Regions from separate parts of the Muntiacus reevesi genome. Here region 2 is linked to region 1. The links are chromatin contacts, called in public Hi-C maps. All regions are on one chromosome and are shown on one strand. The core of a region is the stretch at or near the end of the contact, and the rest is flanking DNA. Distances in the headings are between cores, read along the strand shown. Region 1 holds the start of SUGT1 (SGT1 homolog, MIS12 kinetochore complex assembly cochaperone). Region 2 holds the start of WBP4 (WW domain binding protein 4).

What was found. Hi-C and Micro-C count contacts between places; a contact is called where the count stands out from the background.
Region 2: a contact with region 1 is called in a Hi-C map of muscle, with 8 times the contacts expected there. The contact joins the promoter of WBP4 here to the promoter of SUGT1 in region 1. A contact is called at or near these places in 2 of 3 Hi-C or Micro-C datasets (blood and muscle).

The regions. Positions count from the first base shown.
Region 1 is chr11:10,097,565-10,102,777 of mMunRee1.1, reverse strand. It overlaps SUGT1 (SGT1 homolog, MIS12 kinetochore complex assembly cochaperone), which reads left to right and starts at 3,110. Exons shown (of 14, transcript XM_065901650.1): 1 at 3,110-3,259; 2 at 3,455-3,630; 3 at 3,726-3,783. The coding sequence starts at 3,602.
Region 2 is chr11:10,225,189-10,230,566 of mMunRee1.1, reverse strand. It overlaps WBP4 (WW domain binding protein 4), which reads right to left and starts at 2,313. Exons shown (of 10, transcript XM_065902365.1): 1 at 2,166-2,313; 2 at 1,166-1,238. The coding sequence starts at 2,167. It overlaps ELF1 (E74 like ETS transcription factor 1), which reads left to right and starts at 2,459. Exons shown (of 10, transcript XM_065902363.1): 1 at 2,459-3,014. TRNAE-UUC (transfer RNA glutamic acid (anticodon UUC)) reads left to right here and starts at 3,045; the gene lies at 3,045-3,116.

The sequences.
Region 1 (5,213 bases), core at 1,861-4,360:
TTAGTACCAAATTATTTTACTGTCCCTTGATACAGCTGTTGATGTAGAACTTCTTTTCATATGCATATTGGCCATTTAGAGAACATCTGAAAACCAACCAAACTAATTAACACTAACATACTAAAGAAAAATACACATGGACATTTCAATAAAGGCAGAAAAAGCATTTAATATTGAATGCTTTCTTCCTAAGTGTTACAACCAGGACAGGAAGTCCATCACCACTACTTCTATTTAGCACTATAGTAGACATCCAAACCAGTGACAACCAGCAAGAAAAATAAAAGGTATAATGACTGCACAGGAGGACGTTTACCCATCTATTCACAGATGACAAGACAGTGAAATAACAGAAATTCTAAAAGAATCTACAAAATATTATATAATAAGGGAAATTATATATAAGAAATAATAAACGAACTTAGCAAGATTGTTGACTATAAGGTCAATATGTAAAAATCAGTTTCAACAAATACTAGCAACAAACAAGTAGAATATTAAAAACTTAAAATGCCATTTAAAATCATAAAAAAACCTAAACACCCACGAATAAATCTAATGAAAGATATGTAAGACCTCTCCACTGTAATCTACAAAACACTGCCAAGAGAACTTAAAGACTACTTAAATAAATGGAGATGTATGTTACATTCATGGATTGGAGGAAATACAAAGATGTCAGGAAAAAAATGGAGGCAACCAAAATGTCCATTGACAGATCAATAGATAAAGAAGATGTGGTATATAGATATACAATAGAATGCTACTCAGCCACATAAGAGAATGGAATAATGCCATTTTTTTTGTGGCAAAATGGACAGATCTACATAGATTACCATATTAAGTGAAGTCAGGCAAAGACAAATATCATATGGTATAACTTATATGTGGAATCTAAAATACGATACAAATGACCTTATTTAAAAAGCAGACACGACAGACACAGAAAACAAACTTATGGTTACCAAAGAGGAGTGGAGGAGGGAAAAATGGGCAGATCCAAACTATTATATATATAAGGCAAACTGCTTGTACAGCACAGGGAACTGTATTCAATACCTTGTACTAAACTATAATGGAAAAAATATGAAAAGAAATAGCTATCTATCTGAATCACCTGGGTACAAAAGAAGGTAACATGACGCCATAATTAACTATATTTCAATTAAAAAAAAATACTAGGATGTCAGTTTTCCCCAAATAAACTGATCTATAGATCCAATGTAAGCCCAATTAAAATCCTAGTAGAGTTTTTATAATTGTTTTTTGGAAACTGACAGGGTTCATTCTAAAATTTATAAACAAATGGAAATAAGTTTTATAAAATGTATAAAATAATCTGAATATAAAGGACTTTGACTAGCCAAGAGTACCATGGCAATACTGAGAAAGTTACAGGACTCCTTAAGACTTATAAAGCTATATTAATTAAGATAGTGTGGAACACGGTTAGGCAGACCAATGAAATGAGAACCTGGAAATACACTCTCTGGTTATATATAGACCCTCTGGTATATCTTGTTATCTACTTTTTACAACAACTGTGCCACAATTATTTATTGGGGGAAAGAGCAAATGATAGTCTTTTCAGTAAATAGGCCTGGGTCAGTTGGATATCCATATGGGTGGGGGGAGGAGGAATCTCGATCCTGACTTCCCACCTTTTATAAAAATGAATAAATCTGGCTGTGAAAGATAAAAATGTAAAGCATTTAAGAAAACACAGGTGACTAATTTAATGGTTTTGAAGCAGGCAAAGCCTTATGTATGATACAAAGAGTATTGATCACAAAAAAGAAAAATCAGCAAATCCAGACAGTTTTACTTCAATTATTTCTGTAATTCTCACCATCCCAAACAATCAGTGACCTATTAAAGAGACACTTTGGTTCAGGGGTAAAGAATCCACCTCCCAATGTAGTAGCCCTTGGTTCGATCCCTGGGTGGGGAAGATCCTTTGGAGAAGACAGTGACAACCCACTCCAGTATCCTTGCCTGGGAAATCTCATGGACAGAGGAGCCTGGACGTCCACAGTCCCTGGCGACATAAACAGTCAAACCCCGCATTGGCCTGTAGTACAGCGGTTGTCTCCCAACAACTGTTCTGTTCCCTTCAATCCTTCTATTATTGTCCAGTCCTTGTGTCCTCCATAGGACAGACAGAACAACAAACAAAAATGGAAATTTAAACGTTAATGCCTTTTTCGAGTAAAAATCCTATGCGGTTTAGCATCTTTAAGTGAATTCCGTTCAAACTTCTCAGCGGAGTACACCTAGTCCTTATGACCTAGCATGTACCTACCTCTCCACCCAGTCTGCTTCTAGCTTGAATTTTGGCTCTACAATTTGAGTTCACATCATCACTTTCTAACACGCATCCTATTCAGTCTAAACTGCTTTTTCCCTTTCCTTCACTAAGTCTTCTTGCCAGACTGAGGCTCAGTTACAACCTATGAGGACTCCATCCGTATATATTATATTCAGTTGTGTCCCTTCTTGTTATCACATCAATGACTACTGCCCTTTCTTTTTTAGCCTTTAGAACAAAATTGGAGGGTGTTAACACCACTGAATCCCCGGACTTTAAGTTTAGATTTCGGATGGAGCAGGCACTCCAGTTCAGTTCCTTGTTCGTCTCTACTAATGGGCGGCTCACTCCCACGCCTTCCTGCTCCCCGGCTGCCGCCTTGGTGGAATTAGCTCTGAGTTTCTTCCATTGGAATTGCATGGGTCGAGGGGTACTGAGAGAGGAGGGCCGGATCCGCTGAGTGGAAAGTAGAGCGGCACTGGACAAACTTCAGGCTCCCTTTCTCCCTTCAGCGCGTTCGAATGGAACACGTTTTTCTTGTATCTGGGAAGCAAAGTGGGGAGAAAGTCTCGGCCTGTGAAGTTCTGGGGAAGCAAGCGGTCCGCCCGAACCGGAACCAAAAAGGCGTTAACTCCAGTCTAGCTACTGCGAGGGCAGAGCGACTCCCGGTGAGCTTGAGGCCCTCAGGTCTCCCGGCGCCAGGATCCCGGCGTCAACGGGCCGCCCTCCGGAAGTGGCTCCCGGAAAAGAACACGTAGCCGAGAGCGTCACGGGTCGCGAAAGTCTTGGCTGCCTCTGGGGAGCCATGATGAGAGCCGTAGGGGAAAATGGAGCTCAATGTGCCGTGCGTTACTGACAGACGTACAAACGTCTCCCAAACGCCACACGTTCCTGAGGGGTAGCTGTACGGTACCAAGGTCCTACTGAGTTACCGCGCCCGGAGGCTCTCGGGTAGTGTGCGCGCGCATTAGGACGGAGGGCGAGCGTGGCCCGCCGCGGCCTCCGTAACCAGGGCTGCGGTGGGGCGGGGCCTGCGCGGCCGGTCAGCGGCCGGGGGGGGCGGGGTCCGGAGAGTCGGTCCTCCACGGTCCCAGCCCGCCCCGCGCCCACATTTCGCCTCCCCTGCCCCTTCCCTCCTCCCCTCAGCACGCTGCGCGGCTGCTCGTTGGCTACTTAGGACGGAAGCTCGGTGGGTGATTCTCCAGAAGTTTCCCCCTTGGGCGGCGGCGGCGGCGGCGACGCTAGTAACCCCGGGAAGAGCAGCTCCGGCAGCGGGAACCGTGACGATTAGAGATGGCGGCGGGTCCGGCGGCTGCCGCGAGGTGCGCGTTTTTCCTTCCCTTTGGTGTAATTGGCATCCCCCCCGCCCCTTTCTTTGGTTCGTGAGCCTTGCTTGAAGTCCTTCTTTTCCTGGCAGGTTGTTCCGGAGCTTCTCAGATGCCCTCATCGAGCAGGACCCCCAGGCGGCGTTAGAGGTGAGACAGCCTGTGCCCCGGGGTAGGCGGCCGCTTCGGGTTCCTCCCGGTTCTGTCTTCCGGGGGTCGGGGTCGCTATTTCTTGTGCGGGTCAGCCCCGATGTTGACAGCCTCCGCCCCTCCTTTTTCTTCCCCGCGGCGGCCTGGTTACATTGAATCCTTCGTCGGGTACCCTTCCCACCCCTGGTCCCTTTATGCATCCTTGGAGCTCCTTAGCGTAACCTTCTTCTGTCTTAGGGATCCTGCATCGTGGGCCTCAAGGGACTTCTTTTTTTTTTTTTTAATGGCATTTGTGACTAGAACAAAAAGTGAAATCTCGGCTCGATGTTTGTTCATTCGGATTTTCGTTTGGCGATCATCCTTGATTATTTTTATGTTCCCGGTTGTGTGCTGAGGGCCTGTCTGAACTCAGGCCACTAGGACAGAAACCTTTTCCCCTTGTGTGCCTGAAAATTTCCAGGCGTCCCTGTTTCTCTTCATTATTCACTCATTTGTTTCATTTCTCAAAACAATTTCTTGGCGGGGGAGGGGCTGCTGTGTGGAAGGCACTGGTTGCTATGGATTAAAGTCTTAATTTATACAGTTAAATGACTTATAAAGCACTTTGTGTGCAGTGAAAGACTATAAAGCTGTAAAGGAAACCAAAAGAGTGAGTTAAGTAATAATTTGAAGTAAATCAGAGAGCCCAAGCTAAGAATACGTGAGGCAGGTGGGTCTCAAAATTAGCCAGGGGTTTCTTGTTTTGAAGCTTAAAAAGAGAGGAGACTTTGTTTTGCTGTTCTAATCTAACATATGTAAGGTTAGGAATTTGAGGCAAGAGAATCTTTCTCTTGGCTGTGACTTCTGAAAGAAATTGACTCATGGTTAGCAGAGGAGGTGACATTTGAGAAGAGGCACGAGGGAGCGAGCTTGGAAGCTCTGCGGAAGGATTATTTCAGGCAGGAAGAGGAGCCAGTGTCAAGATTCTGAAGTAGGATTGAAGTTGGCCTGCACAGGGAGCAGCGGGAAAGCTCGTTTGGTTAGGGTGAAAGAGGAGGGGGAGAGGAAGCCAAGGCCGAATCCATTGGTGCCTTTTATCTGTAGCTTGGACTATGTTTTGAGGGGGGTTGGGATATGAAGACCTTAAAATGAAGCGGTTGATTACTCCTGTGCTGGGATTTTTTCCTAGTGATTCTTCTGAGGTCACTGTTAGAATAATGTTACCAGAGGCACTGAGAATTTTTCTCTACAGTTCCTTATTTCAGCTAAGTAGCTGTTTTCAGAGTCTACATTTGTATGGTCCTCTTAGGCCCTGTGCCTCCTCTGGAAATCTAGTTTGTATAATAGTTGCTATTAAAAAAATATTAATATAATGGATTGTCATTTTACATCTGGCTTATTTTACTTATAAAATTATGTATTGACATGTGGTATGTAACACAAATCTAAAG
Region 2 (5,378 bases), core at 1,064-3,563, 130 kb before region 1:
TATACAGAGTGAGGTGAGCCAGAAAGATAAAGAACATTACAGTATACTAACGCATATATGCGGAATTTAGAAAGATGGTAACGATGGCCCTATATGCAGGGCAGAAGAAGAGACGCAGAAGTACGGAACAGACTTTTGAACTCTGTGGGAGAAGGGGAGGGTGGGATGTTTCGAAAGAACAGTATGTATATTATCTGTGGTGAAACAGACCACCAGCCCAGGTGGGAGGCATGAGTCAAGTGCTCGGGCCTGTTGGGCTGGGGGGATCCAGAGGAATCGGGTGGAGAGGGAGGTGGGATGGGAGACCACGATGGGGAATTCGTGTAGCTCTATGGCTGATTCATATCAATGTATGACAAAACCCACTGAAAAATAAAAAAATAAATTAAAAAAAAAAATTAAAAAAAAAAAATAATAATAAATATCTACCAAAGAAACACAACATGGTTACAGATGGTGCTACTAATCTTTTACCCATCCACCTCTACCAAGTAATAAGAATACGAATATACATCTAAAAAATATCCTATCAGTTATCTACTACGTACATAGTACAAAGACATGCATGAGATGGGGTGAAAAAAAATCAATGGTGCCTTTCCTTCTATGTCTTAAGAGGTGAATATGGACTAAAAGATACACTAACAATGTGCTTAAAGTTGGCTATTTTCATATTCCATGACAAAGATAATGATGTCTTTCAAATTTAAGCATTTAGAAATATAAAGCTCTACATCAAATATACTTAATACCTTTAGAGCAGAAATATACAAGGAAAATTACAATAATGTTGTTTCTTTTCACACGTTAAGGACTTTCTGCTTTTACTTTTCTTTGTATACAACAATATTACAAACAGCACCTTCATAACCTAGGTGTTTCATAAACATGAATGTGATTACCCACTCAATGTCCATTTCCTGAATGTGACTGAAGGGCCAGAGAGAAATAGTTTGGCTTAGTACATAATCAAATTTGGGCTGATGATAAAGAAGAAGGCTGTAGCTTTCCTACAAGGAATAAAAACACAACAGAAATTGTTCGATGTTTTGAAAAATCAAGAGCAACGCATATGAAAGTACTTTGTAAGCTCTCAGTTGAGATAAAAAAGGAATCTCGCATGAATACAGTATTAGGAGACTCTCTAATAGAGGAATCATCATACAGGCCTATTGTCTGCGATCCAACACTTGCAGTAATCACAGAATTTCTTTGGTTGTGACTTCCAGTAGTCTGCCCTGGAAAAGAAAAAACAAGTGTATTTAGAATCTAAAAAGGTAATTTTTGCATGATTTACGTCTTCTTAGAGTCCGAAATGCAAGCTTCAGAATCTTGTTACACACAGCATCCTGCTTTATTATTTAGCTGATTGAAAGCAACCAACTGAAATTCTGTTGCCACTAGAGTAAAAAAGTCTGCACCGGATTTAAAACTTCCTTAAACAAATTAGCTTTTAAAAATGTATCGTTTGTTATTGTCATCAGTGTAAAGAAACAAGGAACAGGTTGGAGAAGATCATCCATTCCTTTCTGGCATTTTTGGAGTGAGGTTACCGTAATGCAGACTTGAAGAAACTCATAAAGTTCACGTTAAATCAAGTTATTTCCACTCAAACAACTAAACATAAGACGCCTCTGGTGGGAGACTGTGGCTCCTCCGAAACTACCAGTTAATAGTTTGTTCTTGAGCCTCAAGGCAAGAGACAGTTGGAAAAGCCAATGGATCTCTCAGTTGGCAAGACCAAAAATTAAAGTCATAAGCTAACCAGGGCTGGCCGCTTCTAGCGGGCGGAGGAGGCAGCTGTGGCCGCAGTCCAACCCTACGGTTTCAAAACACCCCACGGTTCAAGCGCCACCAGAACGAGGATGCTCGCGGCCCCCGGCGGTGGAGGCGGCAGCAGCCCTCCGTCGCTCCACGGCGGCCGTCCTACCTGCAGGGGCCGCCAGCCTCCCTTCTGGAGCCCGCGAGTCCCCACCCCGGGACGAGAGAACCGGCCCCGCCGGTCCGCGGCCGGCCCCGAGCGAGTTAAGGGCGCTTCCGTCACGCCCCTGGCCGAGGGCGGACGAGGTGGAGAGGGGCGGTGGCGGAGGGAGAGCCCCGGAGGGCGAAGGGCCGCCCGGAGAAACAAGACCTCGTTGTTTGAGAGCCTGAGAGACCCGACTCACATGACTGGACCAGGCGCTCCGCGGGCCGCCCCGAAACCCGGCCGAGGCTCGGGTTCTCCGCGCGGGGAGAACTGGGCCCCAGCTCACCACGAGGCCCACCGGAGCCTCGGCGCGCGGACGCCTGCCGCCGTCCCCGGGGCCCGCGTTCCGCCGCTCCCAACTACGGGTGCCCCAGCGACCCAATCCGCGTTCGCGCTCTTCTCCCCCGCGCCCCTCCTCGAGGGGCGGGCCTCCGGCTCCCCGAGAGGTGGGGTCGTTATAAGCCGGCGGAGGTCGCCGACAGGGGCGAGAGCGCGACGGGACTTGAGGGCATGCTCGAGTCTCGTGTCCCCGCGTCAGCTCGCCTTCTCTCTTTCTCTTGTTCCCTCCCGAGATCCAGAACCTCCACCCTCCTTCTAGGCTCGCTGGCTCGCGGCCCGAGGCTCGCGCGCCGCCTCCGCCCCGAACGCAAACAGCTGTTCCCAGAGACGTCGCCGCCCTCAACTTTGCCAACTAGTCCGCACGCACTTTGACCGGCGGAGCAGCCCGGACCCGTAGGCTGGGGCGCGGGTCGTTGGCGGAGTTTAAAATAAAAAAAAAAGAAAGAAAGGTGAAACAGCTGGTTTCGGGGCCGGGAGTCGCCGGGCTTGGCCTCAGAACTTCTCCTCAGACGGCGGAGCGACCCCGCCCCGTAGCTGGGACGCCCGCGCGCTCCTACTGGGCGCGCTCTCGGGCTCGAGAGCGCGTGGGGAGCTGGGGTGCAGGCGGCGGCGGCGGCGGCTGCTGGGGCGGCCCTGAGGCTGAGGCGGCGGCGGCGGCGGCGGCGGCAGGCGGCGGAGCTGGGGTGGCGGCGGCGTTCGCTCTTGTCAGGTGAGTCACCGCGGACTTTCTCGCAGCACTTCCCATATGGTCTAGCGGTTAGGATTCCTGGTTTTCACCCAGGCGGCCCGGGTTCGACTCCCGGTATGGGAATGTCGTAACTCATTTTAGAAACAGACAGGCAAAACTGACTTGTCTTATTTCAAGTGGCTCTTTTTTTTTTTTTCCTGACACCCCCCCTCCCCCCACCCCCCAATGCCAGGTGATTTTTGTGGAAAACGAGCCTTAGAGCAGCGTGGTTAGACCTGGGTTACCTCGAGTGCGGAGTCGGGCGGGCGGGAGGAGCGGCTGCGCTCAGGCTGCGGCTGCTCGCGCGGGAGGCCGGCGGGGTTGGGGTACGGGGCACGGAGTTTCACTTCTCCCGGGGCCGTCCTCCCGCCGCTGCGGGCCCGGGCCGTCCCCTCCCCAAAGCTCGGGAGGTGATGATTAACCCCAGCCTCGCCTTATCGGCCCCCAGCGCCCCCCGCAGGCCCACACCCTCGCCTCGGACGGTCCGGAGCGACGCGGGGCGTCTTCGCCCGCGCCCGGCTCGGAGCCCCGAGTCAGCGCGCCCGGGTTCTTCACTAGAAACACCCCGCCCGCACCCCGGACCCCCGACACAAAGCAGCCCCCTCTCTGGCGGGGTGCGGGCCGGGGATCCCCGGCGACCGCGCCGCTGCCGCCCGCCCGGCCGCGGGTCCCCCCGGGGCGCCCGAGCCCCGCGCCGAGGGCACCCCGGCATGACATGTGGGACGCCGGCCGCCGATCATAGAAAGCTCCCCAGACTCGGGAGCCGCAGACCTGAGCGCTTTGGCTCGGGAAGAGCCAGGGCATCCGTCCCGTTCTCCGCGCCCCCCTCCTGGCCCAACACACACACACACACACGCGCGCGCGCGCGCACGCGCTCTGGAAAAGAAAAATGACCACTGGGATGAGATGTCTTTCAAGAAGAAATGTGACTTCTCCAAAGGGTCTATAACGTTTTGAGCGCCGCGGCTAGAAAATCCTGGCGTGGTGGTGGAGGTCAGAAGAGAGAAAATTGGCCGGAGCCTGGGGAGGGGATGTTATAACAAAGTTTCACTGTATTTTTAAATATAGAAGCCCTGTGTTTATTACAAAGAAGGGGCAGCTGTGTCAGCAGCATGTGAGCTGTAAACGAAACAAAAGCGTTATCTTAAATGCAAGCTGAAATTAGAAAATGGGGTGAGCTATATAATGTTTAGCCTATTGGGCCTTTGGGAACAAATGAAGGAGGAAGAAGTGCCTCTTGTGGATGGGTTTCAGGGCAGTGCCATGACAAACAGCAGAAAGTTCAGTTGTATGTGCCTTCCCAAACTCTTATTTTGATAGTTTTAGCTGTACAGTGAGTTTTGAAATAATCTGTTAGTGTGATCTGCATGATTAAGAATTAATTACTTTCACATTGTAAATAAACTTCCACAGCTAAATATGTTTTAGATCGTCTCCATTAATTCAAATATTTGGACGTTTACACCAAGCACCCACAGATATTTTGAAAGTTGACTGATGTTCAGGTTTTTTTTAATGTGAGGAGGTTATGGAGAGAATGCTAAAAGAAAGTATATTTTGGCTCCTTTGATCGGTATGACTTTGTGTAGCTCTTTCTCTTCTTTGCGCTCTGGGTTTAGAGCCATAAATTCTTGATAATGCATATCACTCACAAACTTTAGAGCTTCAGGAATTGTTGAGCAATTCTTGTGTTGGTAATAAGAGTGGAAAAGTTTCGTTTAAATAGAGGATTGTGTCATTGTTCAGAAACCATTTACTGAAAAATTAGGCTCGATTTTGGAAGAAGGAAAAGAACTCTCTGACTTAATTGTCTTCATAGTGCTTCGTTCGTGATCTTGCATTTCCTAATGACTTGTATTATACTGTACCAAATTGTGCTAAAATGGATGTGATTTTCAACTGAGTACCAGCTATAATTGCAAATGGCTTTATATGTCCTCGAGGGTATGCTGAGAGGAGTAGTCTGATGACAGTTTCTCAGTGTCCAAGATACAGACTTACAGGGTTCCTTGGTGGCCCAGCGGTAAGAATCTACCTGCGAATGCTGGAGGGTCCCTGGTCTGGGAAGATTCCACCTGCCTCGGAGCAGTTAAGACCGTGTGAACTGTGTGGCGCAAATGCAGAAGCCGGAGCGCCGGAGAGCCTGTGCTCCACCACAGGAGAAGACGCTGTGATGAGGAGCCCTCGAACTGCGATGTAGGGTAGACCGTGCTCGCCGCAACTGGAGAAAGCCCTTGCAAAGCAATGAAGACCTAACGCAGCCAAAAATTAAGGAAAAAAAAAGACATAGATTTATATATTTGTATCAGGCAGAAATGGATAGGTCAACTTCTGAGTTACAGAATT